2 separate regions of the Mus musculus genome follow, and region 2 is linked to region 1. The links are chromatin contacts, called in public promoter capture Hi-C maps. All regions are on one chromosome and are shown on one strand. The core of a region is the stretch at or near the end of the contact, and the rest is flanking DNA. Distances in the headings are between cores, read along the strand shown. Region 1 holds the start of Shank2 (SH3 and multiple ankyrin repeat domains 2). Region 2 holds the start of Cttn (cortactin).

Region 1 (4,447 bases), core at 1,070-3,569:
CAAACAAACAAACAAACAAATGGTGTCTGAAGAGAGTGTCCTCAGGTATGGGATTATACTGTGGAGTCCTTTGTCACATCATCTTGTATCTATAGCCTACCTAGACATGCCACCTGTGCCCCATACCTGTTGCTCTCCCACCCTACCCCACCCTACCCAGCCAGCACAGCTCACTCTCCAAGGCCTGATGGGACATTGGATTCGGGGTTGGGTCTAGTTGGCACTACGGGAACTGGGTGGAGACATGATTCTGCTTGGGGATATTCTCAGCTCTTCTCATTGGAGAGCTCAAGGCTCTGTACACTTCCACAGCAATTTCTACTTGTGAGCAAATGCATCCGAAGGAGCAGCTACCTAATATATGGCTGGTTATGGTGGCAGCTGGGGGCTTTGTATCTGGAACGTGTGACGCTGCTGCCTTGCTGGAGTTTGGGAGTTTGGATTTCTGCTCTAGGGAAGATGGGACAGGGACCTGCTTGATCCTCACTCTTTTGACATATCTTAGGTCAGAGACCCAGTGTGGAAAAGAAGGTTCTGTCATTTCCTTCATTTAGAAAAGGTATGGGGTGTCACACTGCCCTCCTGGGAAGAGGTCTCCTCCCACAACCTCCACCGAAGGTCAGTGTCAGATGTAGGATCTTCTGGTGGGAAGGGTGACTGTGGCACAAAGCCTGGCTTCTAGCTTTACCACCCAGTTGTGGGCACACATTCTCTGCACCACACAGTGGCCAAAGAGATGCCAAAGCAGTGGGTGGCAGGGAAACTAGGCTTGGGTGCAGCTTTGTGCTTTCTGGAAGATATTGATCCCCAACAGATGGAGCAAGCACTGAGCGGCACTGGTGTCTCAGAGAGTCCCCAGAACTCTGGCAAGTCCCCCGAAGCCCATGTGGTTGTGGGTCTGACTGGCGGGGGTCCCTGGCCTCTGGAGTGGGGCTTCCTGTATTTGTGGACACTGGTGACACCATCCCAATATGGCCTCCAGCCAAGTGCTTCATGATGATCTAGAAACCTCCGTGTTGACGCCTACCCAGGAAAGGTATCTCTAGCTCATCCCTGGAAGATGGATGCTCATGGATGATGCCACAGTCAAAGGGTCTCCCGAAAGCTGCTCAACCTTGCCTACAATGTCCAAAGGACCACAGAGGCCACATGCATGGCGCGGCAGCGAGTGTTAGACAGCCACTCCATCTCTAAGCCAGCCGTTTTGATGCCACCGGCTGTGATACTACAGGGGAGGATGTCACACGGGCGGTTTTGACATTGCTGACGAACCGTGTGGGCCCAATGGAGATGATGTTTAAATGCTCAGCCGACACGAAGCTCACACACAGACACACATAGTGATTCAGGCACAGCCTTTTCCTTCCCAGACAACGCCTGGCACAGCAGCGACCATTCTGAGCGTGCCTGGGATCCCAAGTGTGCTGAGGAAGGAAGGTGCCACTGCTCAGGCATGCCAGCCTCCTCTTCCTTACACCGCCATTTTTGTTGACATAAACTGTGTCGACCATATGGGATTGAATTCAGTGTTCCAGTTGCTTTTTCCTGTCTCTTCCTTTTCCTTTTCTCCCCCCTCCCCCGCCCCCTCCCCGGGTTTGGGAAGCTGTTCTCTTGGCAACCACAGAAGCAAAGCACACTCTTAATTGCTGCCCCAGTGGTAGATGCCCAGTGCCGAGCCTGACCCTTGCACTCCCTCCTCCTTTGATAGCATCTTCACCCTGGTGTGGGAATCATTCCTTGTGTGCCCCCACCACCACCACTGCAGGGCACAGCAGTGAGCAAGCACCCCCACCCACACTCTGCACTCTCTTTGTTTGCTATACAGACAGAACTTTTCTCAAGGTGATGTTTGGAGAGAGCTTCCCTTGCTTGACTTCTGTTGGGGGTGTGAATGCCAGAGACACGTGGGGAAACAGCTCTGAAGGGCCCATTTTTGCCGGCTGCCCTGTTTTGGGGTGCTTTACCTCTGACTACTTTGACAGTTATTATTTCCCATTCCTTACACAAAGCGAATGTAAGCGGCAGGGGGCGGAGTCCTGCTTTCCCAGGGTCATTATCAAGATGGGGAGGGCCAGAGAAGTGATGCCACTTGTGTCTGATGCTTCCAAAGGGAAATAGGTCACTGTCAGAATTCCTGAATCCTGGCATGCCTACCGGGGTGTCAGGGATCTTCTGGTGACTTGTCTGAAGCGTGGATATTTCTCCCTTGACTTTCTTACCACATCTGCTAGCTGACAAATAGACTTGGCTTCTTCTTTTAAAAAAAAATGTAAAAAAAAAAAAAAAAAATAGAAAAAGCACAGTACTTTATATTTAGCCACAGGCGCACGGAGCGCCCAGCAGCAGCCGGGTTTCCTTGGATAACTGGGGCTCCGGCTCACAAATGCCTCCCGGTGTCTCCTGGCCGACAGCTCGCGCGCAATCGCCTGCTCCATGTTAACCCTGCGTGGTGCTGCCTCTCCGATGCCCTGCTTGCTCTCTCGGCAGCGTGGCACTGCTCACATGAGGATCACCGCCAGAGGTAGCCGGTTCTGAGAGCAGCCTCAGTCTGCGCACAGTTGCTTCCCAGCTGACAGACAGAATATGGGGTGGGCTTTGTCACCAGCACGCTGGGTCTGGCATGCCCAGCGATGCTCGGGGCTGCAGCGCGCCCAGACGCCCGCCACTGCTCGCCGGGTCCCAGCCGCGCCAGCTCCGAGGGGCCGGGCTGCGCGCCTAGCCTTCCTGCCCGCCGAGAGGGTTATATAATGAGCGGACCGCTGCCAAAGTCACAGGGAAAATGAAGTCTTTGTTAAATGCCTTCACCAAGAAGGAAGGTAAGGAGAAAGCTGTAGGAAGCGTGGGGTGCCTGGTGAGCAGCCGTGGGCTGCTCCTCGGGGGAGAGGGGACTCGGGTGCCTCCTCAAATTGCTGGTTACGGTTCATCGCTCAAGGAATAATTGCCCCAGCTTTGTGGTATGGTTTGGCTCTAGTCAAGTCTGGAAGATTAACACAGATGAAGGTGCCTTTGTATTTTAGTGTGTTCCTGAGCTACCAGCCTCTGGCAGAACTGCATTCCAGAACATCTCATCCAGAGAGCTTATGCCAAGGGACACATTGGGAAACTAGGTCTTGGGGAAAATAAAAGAAGTTTTGGTTTTCTGTCTTCCAGTCACCTGGAGGCTGTGAGCACCTGCTAAGGAGGGTCAGGGCACATGGCTGGATGCACCCAAGGCATCCTCTTCTAGTGCCACTTGCCAGTTCTGCCTGGCTGTCCCTGGGTTGCGAAACAAACCATGGGGTGCATGAAGAATCCCTCTTTAACATACCTTGTATGATTTTTATTGTGAGGAAGGAAAAAAACTGTATAAATAAATGCATGTAAGACAGCTAAGAAAATATCCACCCACCCAAGAGCCTGCAGATTGCTGAAAGAAGGAAACGTTGGGTGGCATATTAATCATTTTCAGACAGGAAAGGAGTTATTTTTAACACTTTTCATGAAAAAAAAAAAACATCATTTGCGTGTATGGTCCCAGTCAGAGAGTTTTCTCAGATAGCAAGCTTTCTATCTTTCTGATGAAACCAGGTTTCCAAAGAGGTGACTTTAAGGAAATTAGGAAGATCACTTTCTACCCGAGCTCACTGTGAACTAGACACCAAAGATACTTCAGCAGCCTTGAAACTAATTTGATATGAGGCTTGGTCGTTAAGCAAGACAATTTTCATTAAAATGTTCACTCTAATGTTACCTGTGTGGGTCCATTTGACTCACTTGCCTGGTCTTCGGGGTGAAATGTGCATAATGTGTCCCGGCTGTTTTGTTCTATGACCCTCCCTGTGTGGCCTCGCCTGCATGAGGACATCCTGCTTACTCCTTCCTTCTGCAGACTCAGGCTCTTCAAAAAGGGCATAGAATAGATCCTTTCTTTTTCTGATGAGGCTTACCAAAATTTGCCATGAGGGACTTCGAATTTTTATAACCCACGGACAGCATGAATTGCAGCCATGGGTTAGAGTGTTAAGTAATGCTATCTCCATTCTGCTTCTATGAACATTTCTTTCTTACGGAGTCTGTCTTAGCAATGGACAGGGTATCAAGTGCCCTCACATCCCCTCACGTTGCCATTAAGGGTATTAATACCTTACTGGTTACATAGTCAGAGATGCCATCAACTGTACTCTTAGGGATGGGTGACTCCACAGATGCACAGTTGCAGGATGCCAGCATGTCCGGGTCTTGGGGCTGTTCGGGACCCTCCACATGCCTCACCCAGGGGATACTCCCAGCAGCCCCAAGGTATAGGCACTATTTATCCTCTCCATGTATGCTGACCTTTTGGCTTTCACACCAAGAACCCCGGATCTCAGTGAGTGGCAGATGAGACTGAGATTATGAGGTCACCTGTCCTTTACAAGGCCTTTTAAACCCCCCACCTCTGTAAGTCCCAAGATCACCCCTGACTCCC
Region 2 (4,622 bases), core at 1,089-3,588, 300 kb after region 1:
ATAGAAATCAGACGGGGACAGAGAAAGCCACTCAGCCCCACACAGCCAGCACGAAGCTCAGTCAGAGAGGACCTAGTCACAGGATGGAGGAATCCACCATCTTGAGGCCCTGAACCTGATACCTATAGCGCAGCGGAGCAAAGGTGGCTGGGTCAGGAGTTGTTATGGAAAGGGCAACCCCCACCCCATGCCTATGGAGGCCAGTGCACAGACGGAGTAGGCTAGCCTGCCCAGGACTCCATTAAGAGACAAGCTGGTAGGCAGACACGACCATGCCCAGGACAAAGACCAGGGGCACAAGGAGGTAAGGATGCTCAGGACGGTGCGGAGTTATGCCAGGTGCCTTCCCGACTAACAGGTCAAAGTCTGAAGGGCCAATTAAATTCCCTGGCATTTTACAAGGTGTTAAAGGCATAACTGTCATAAGCCCTCAATTAAAGGTCAGCTCTAGGGCCAGGGCTAAAGTTGGGTGGAGAAGCTGTCTAGCAAGGCCCAGGGTGCTCTGGAGACCTAGTACCACAATCAGTTCTTCAACCCCACCTCTGCACTCTTCTACATCTGAAGCTCCCACAAAAGCTGCTTCTCCCTCCTTCAAACTTCTGGTGACAACCTTCTCAGTCAAACAGAGAAGCAGTGTTGACTCAGGGCCTGAACTGGTGACTCACTCTGGGTGAGCCAGCAGAGGCCTGACCCCTGGTGGACGCTGGGGGAGGGGGGTGGGGGGTGGGCTGTAAGTTCTGACTGTGAGGGTCTACTGGGTGGTGAGGACTTACTGGAGCTTGGGCTACTTACTGGCAAGGCCCAGGCAGTGCAGCCAGGGCAAACCACTAGGAAGGGCTAAAGCCTCTGCTTGCTTCACTGGGCACAACAGGGAATTCCTTCTCCCTGGCCACAAGTCCCCATCCCTCACACGGACCAAGAGGAAACAAAGGAACATACCAGGCCCAAACACCTCTGCAGTGACTGGGCACACACCCAGGAGGAGGGGCGGCTGGATTCCAGGCTCCTTAGCTCCAGGAAGCAAGCTAGGCGCTTGGATTTCCATTGACCCCATTGCAAATTTCCCTCAGGTGCCCAGGCCTTTCCTCAGATGTTGGCCTCTCAGCCCAGTCCTGAGGACTAGAGACCAATGCTGGAACCCGGCTGCTCAGCCTTACCAACTTCCTACAGGTCCTTGGACCCTCATAATTCCACTGGGTTCTGGAACCCCAGGCTCCCCAGGCCCACCAGCTTCCCCCAGGCCCTCATCATTCCACTAGATTCTAGAAGCAAAGTCCCCTTACCCCCACCAGCATCTCCCAGGCCTCAGGTCTACATTCTTTTCCCAGGTTCTGGTACTCTGACTACCACAGACCCATAATTATGCACTCTGACCTAGAACACCCCAAACCGACTTAGCACTTCATCCTGGGTTCCTGCTCTGAAACCCCACCCCTTTCTTTATGTCCAAAATTCCTAGGGCCTGTGTCCTAGGGCCCGCCCCCTCAGAGCCAGACCGGCTGTGCACCCCTAGCTACTCCACAAATGACGGGATGAACGGCTCAGCATTGGTGTCCGAAACCTCCGATCCTTGCCCAATACCCGGGGCTCCGACGTCCCCATCCAGACCCTGCGACCCGGGACTTTGAGCCTCCAATCCTGGCCCTACACCCCGAATCCCGAATCCCAGCGCCACACCACAACCCCAACCCCCCGATTTCGGACCCACACCGCGAACCCTTGGCCTTGACTCTGCACCCCGGTTCCCCCTCCTAGCACTGCACTCCAACCCCCGATCCTAGCCCTGCAGCCCGGGTCCCGACGCCCGACCCCAGCCACACACCCCAAGTCACAATCCCGGCCCCACACCGCGAACACCGGGTTTTGGCCTGGAATCCTGACTCAGGGGTCCCAGCCCTACACTCCGAGGCCTCGACCAACAGATCCTGGCCCTGCACCCCTGGGCCCCGACCCTGCCCCGCACTCGGATCACCTGGGCCCAGTCCAGACCCTGTACCCCAACCTCCCGTCCAGGCCCGGCACCCTGACAACTCATCATCCCACACCCTTCCTGTCCCCCAGCAGCTCTCTAGGACGCCCATCCCCCGCTCACCGCACCAGCAGGGTCCACCAGGCTCCCGCCGCGCCCCGCCGCTCCCTGTGCCCGCTCACTTCCGGTTCCGCGGAGGCGGGGCCGCATCCGGGGCCACGCAAGATCCCGCCCTATTCCAGGCCGTCCCCGCCCCGTATTCCTGTTAGCTGATCAAGAAAGCAGGATACACAGTTCCAGGACTCATAGGCAGCTCGGCCGCCAGTCAGCTGCGGAGATCCGATTTAGAAACACCCGTCAAGCCCTGTCCAACACACATTCACCCTCAACCCAGCTTCCAACCATGTATCCACCCTGCAACTCTCTACCCACGCATGGATCTACACAGCATCATTCACTCCCCTGTCAATCTTCTACCCACCAATCCACCAATCTGTCCTTCTGCCCATCTACCCATACACCCACTCATCTAGCCATACATCTGTTCATCCATTCTTCCATCTATCTGCTTCCTATTGTGATCAAAAAACTGAACCCTGTCTCGAAAAACAAACAAAACAAAACAAAACAAAAAGAACTGATCAAATACAGCTTGGGGAGAAAACTGCTTATTTGGCTCATAAATTATAGTCCATCACTGAGGGAAGGAAGTTAGAACAGGAACTCAGGCAGGGCAGGAACTGAAACAGAGACTATGAAGGAGTGCTGCATACTGGCTTGCTCAGCCTTTCTTTCACATCCCAGGTCTACCAGTGTAAGGGTGGCAACCCACAACGGTGGGTTGGGCCCTTCTGAATCAATCAGTAACCAAGAAAATGCCCCCACAGACTAGCCTACAGGCCAGTCTGATGGCAATTCATCAACTGAGGTTTCCTCTTCCAAGATTACTCTAGTGTCAAGTTGACAAAAACTAACCAACATGTCACCTATACACCCATGTGTCAACCATCCATCTACTTATCTATCCATCCACTCATCTATCTGTCCTAGTTGACATTAACTGTCAACTTGAAACAGCCTAGAATCACATTTTTTTTTAAAAAAATCTCAAATGTGTACTTGTCTTATTTAGGTTATTCTGTGGGCATGATTGTCTTGATACAGGAGGGCCAACCCACTGTGGTCCATCCCTAGACAGGTGTCCTGGACTGTATAACAAAGCTAGCTAATAAGGCAGCGGCCAAGTGGATCACTTAGAGGCCAGTCTGGTCCTGATCAGCCAAGTGAGGGATTCTGTCTCTCCTGCCCCCCTCTCCAGAAGGAGGAGGAGGAGAAAGGAGATGAAAGAGGGAGGTTAGGGATGTAATTCAGTGGTAGAGTGCCTGTCTAGTATGTACAGGGCCCTGGTACCAACCTTAGCACCACAAGGCAGAAAACAAAAGGCTAAACTGTCAAAATTTATGAATAGATCAGGAAGGAAAAAGAGATGTCAGGTGTCAGAGGAGAATGTTCCCATGTGTGTGTGCACAATTCACATGTAAGTGTGCATTCAACTGCATGAGCACACATACAGAGGTCCAAGGACACATTCTGGCATCTTCCTCAGGAAGGCCACTCACTGCTTGAGACAGGATCTCTCTGGCCTGCAGTTCATCCACTAGGCTAAGCTGGCTGGTCAGCAGGCCCCAGAGATCCTCCTGTCTTTGCTTCTCTGCTGAGGGGATTGCAAATGTGCACCACTCCACCCACCATCCTCTCATTGGTTCTGAGGATCACACTCAGTCCCTCATGCCTGCAGAGCAAACACCCAGCCATCTCCTAGCATAGGGTAGTTGTTGTTGTTCTTGTTGTTTTAGTAAAACCATGGTCTCAAGTGTTTTGTTAAATAAAAACTACAGGCATCATTTTATACTAAGTACCTAAACCGTGCCCAACAAGTGGGGTCAGTCACTTAAGCTAAGTTCCACGTACCCAAGCTGAAAAGCCAAGCTCTATTCTTGAACCAGGGACAGTGGTGTGTGCCTGAGTCCCTGTGATGGGGCACCTGAGACAGGAAGATGGCTTTTGCCTGAGCACCATAGTTGAGAACTCACCTCCAAACCAGAGATTTGTTTACCCTTCTGAGAAGAGGTAGCAGCTAGAAAATCAGTAACTTCCAAATCACACAAGGACCCCCCTCTTGCTGTAACTCTCACATGGGAACAGCTTAGAATCAGAGGTGCAGGTCAGTGAGATGGCTCAGTGGGTAAAGGTGCCTGCCACCAAGCCTGACAACCTGAGTTCAATGCTAGTAAAATAAGTAGCCCACTGTGTGTCTTGGTTTCTTCAAACTATTCACTGGGGTGTACCTCAAAACTACCACCAAACAAACAACACAGCCTTCTCCCCTCAGCTCCAAAGAACTACTGACTCAACAAAGTGCTGCTATATTCTAGACTCAAAGTCAATTAAGATCCATCAACTAATGAATAATTTGCCCCCATAATATTCACAAAAGCCTGAGGTCAGAAGAACAAGTGAACAGTGTTTTCTGGCCACAGCAGAACTGCTGTACTCAAGAACTCCTAACAGCTGTAGTTGCTGGCACAAGATTAAGCCAATCAACATCCCAGAATGGACTGGGGATGGGGCTCCCACCACTAGCTCAGGAGCT

Evidence for each region. Promoter capture Hi-C pulls out the DNA fragments that hold promoters and counts their contacts.
Region 2: a promoter capture Hi-C map of hippocampal neurons shows a contact between it and region 1, with 2.1 times the contacts expected there. The contact joins the promoter of Cttn here to the promoter of Shank2 in region 1. A contact is called at or near these places in 1 of 39 promoter capture datasets (hippocampal neurons), 5 of 115 datasets of contacts at active chromatin or transcription factors (embryonic basal ganglia, embryonic forebrain, embryonic hindbrain and 2 more) and 1 of 9 other capture datasets (pancreatic islet).

What each region holds. Positions count from the first base shown.
Region 1 is chr7:144,173,141-144,177,587 of GRCm38.p6, forward strand. Shank2 (SH3 and multiple ankyrin repeat domains 2) reads left to right here and starts at 2,320. Exons shown (of 16, transcript NM_001113373.3): 1 at 2,320-2,816. The coding sequence starts at 2,780.
Region 2 is chr7:144,468,597-144,473,218 of GRCm38.p6, forward strand. It overlaps Cttn (cortactin), which reads right to left and starts at 2,339. Exons shown (of 18, transcript NM_007803.5): 1 at 2,093-2,339.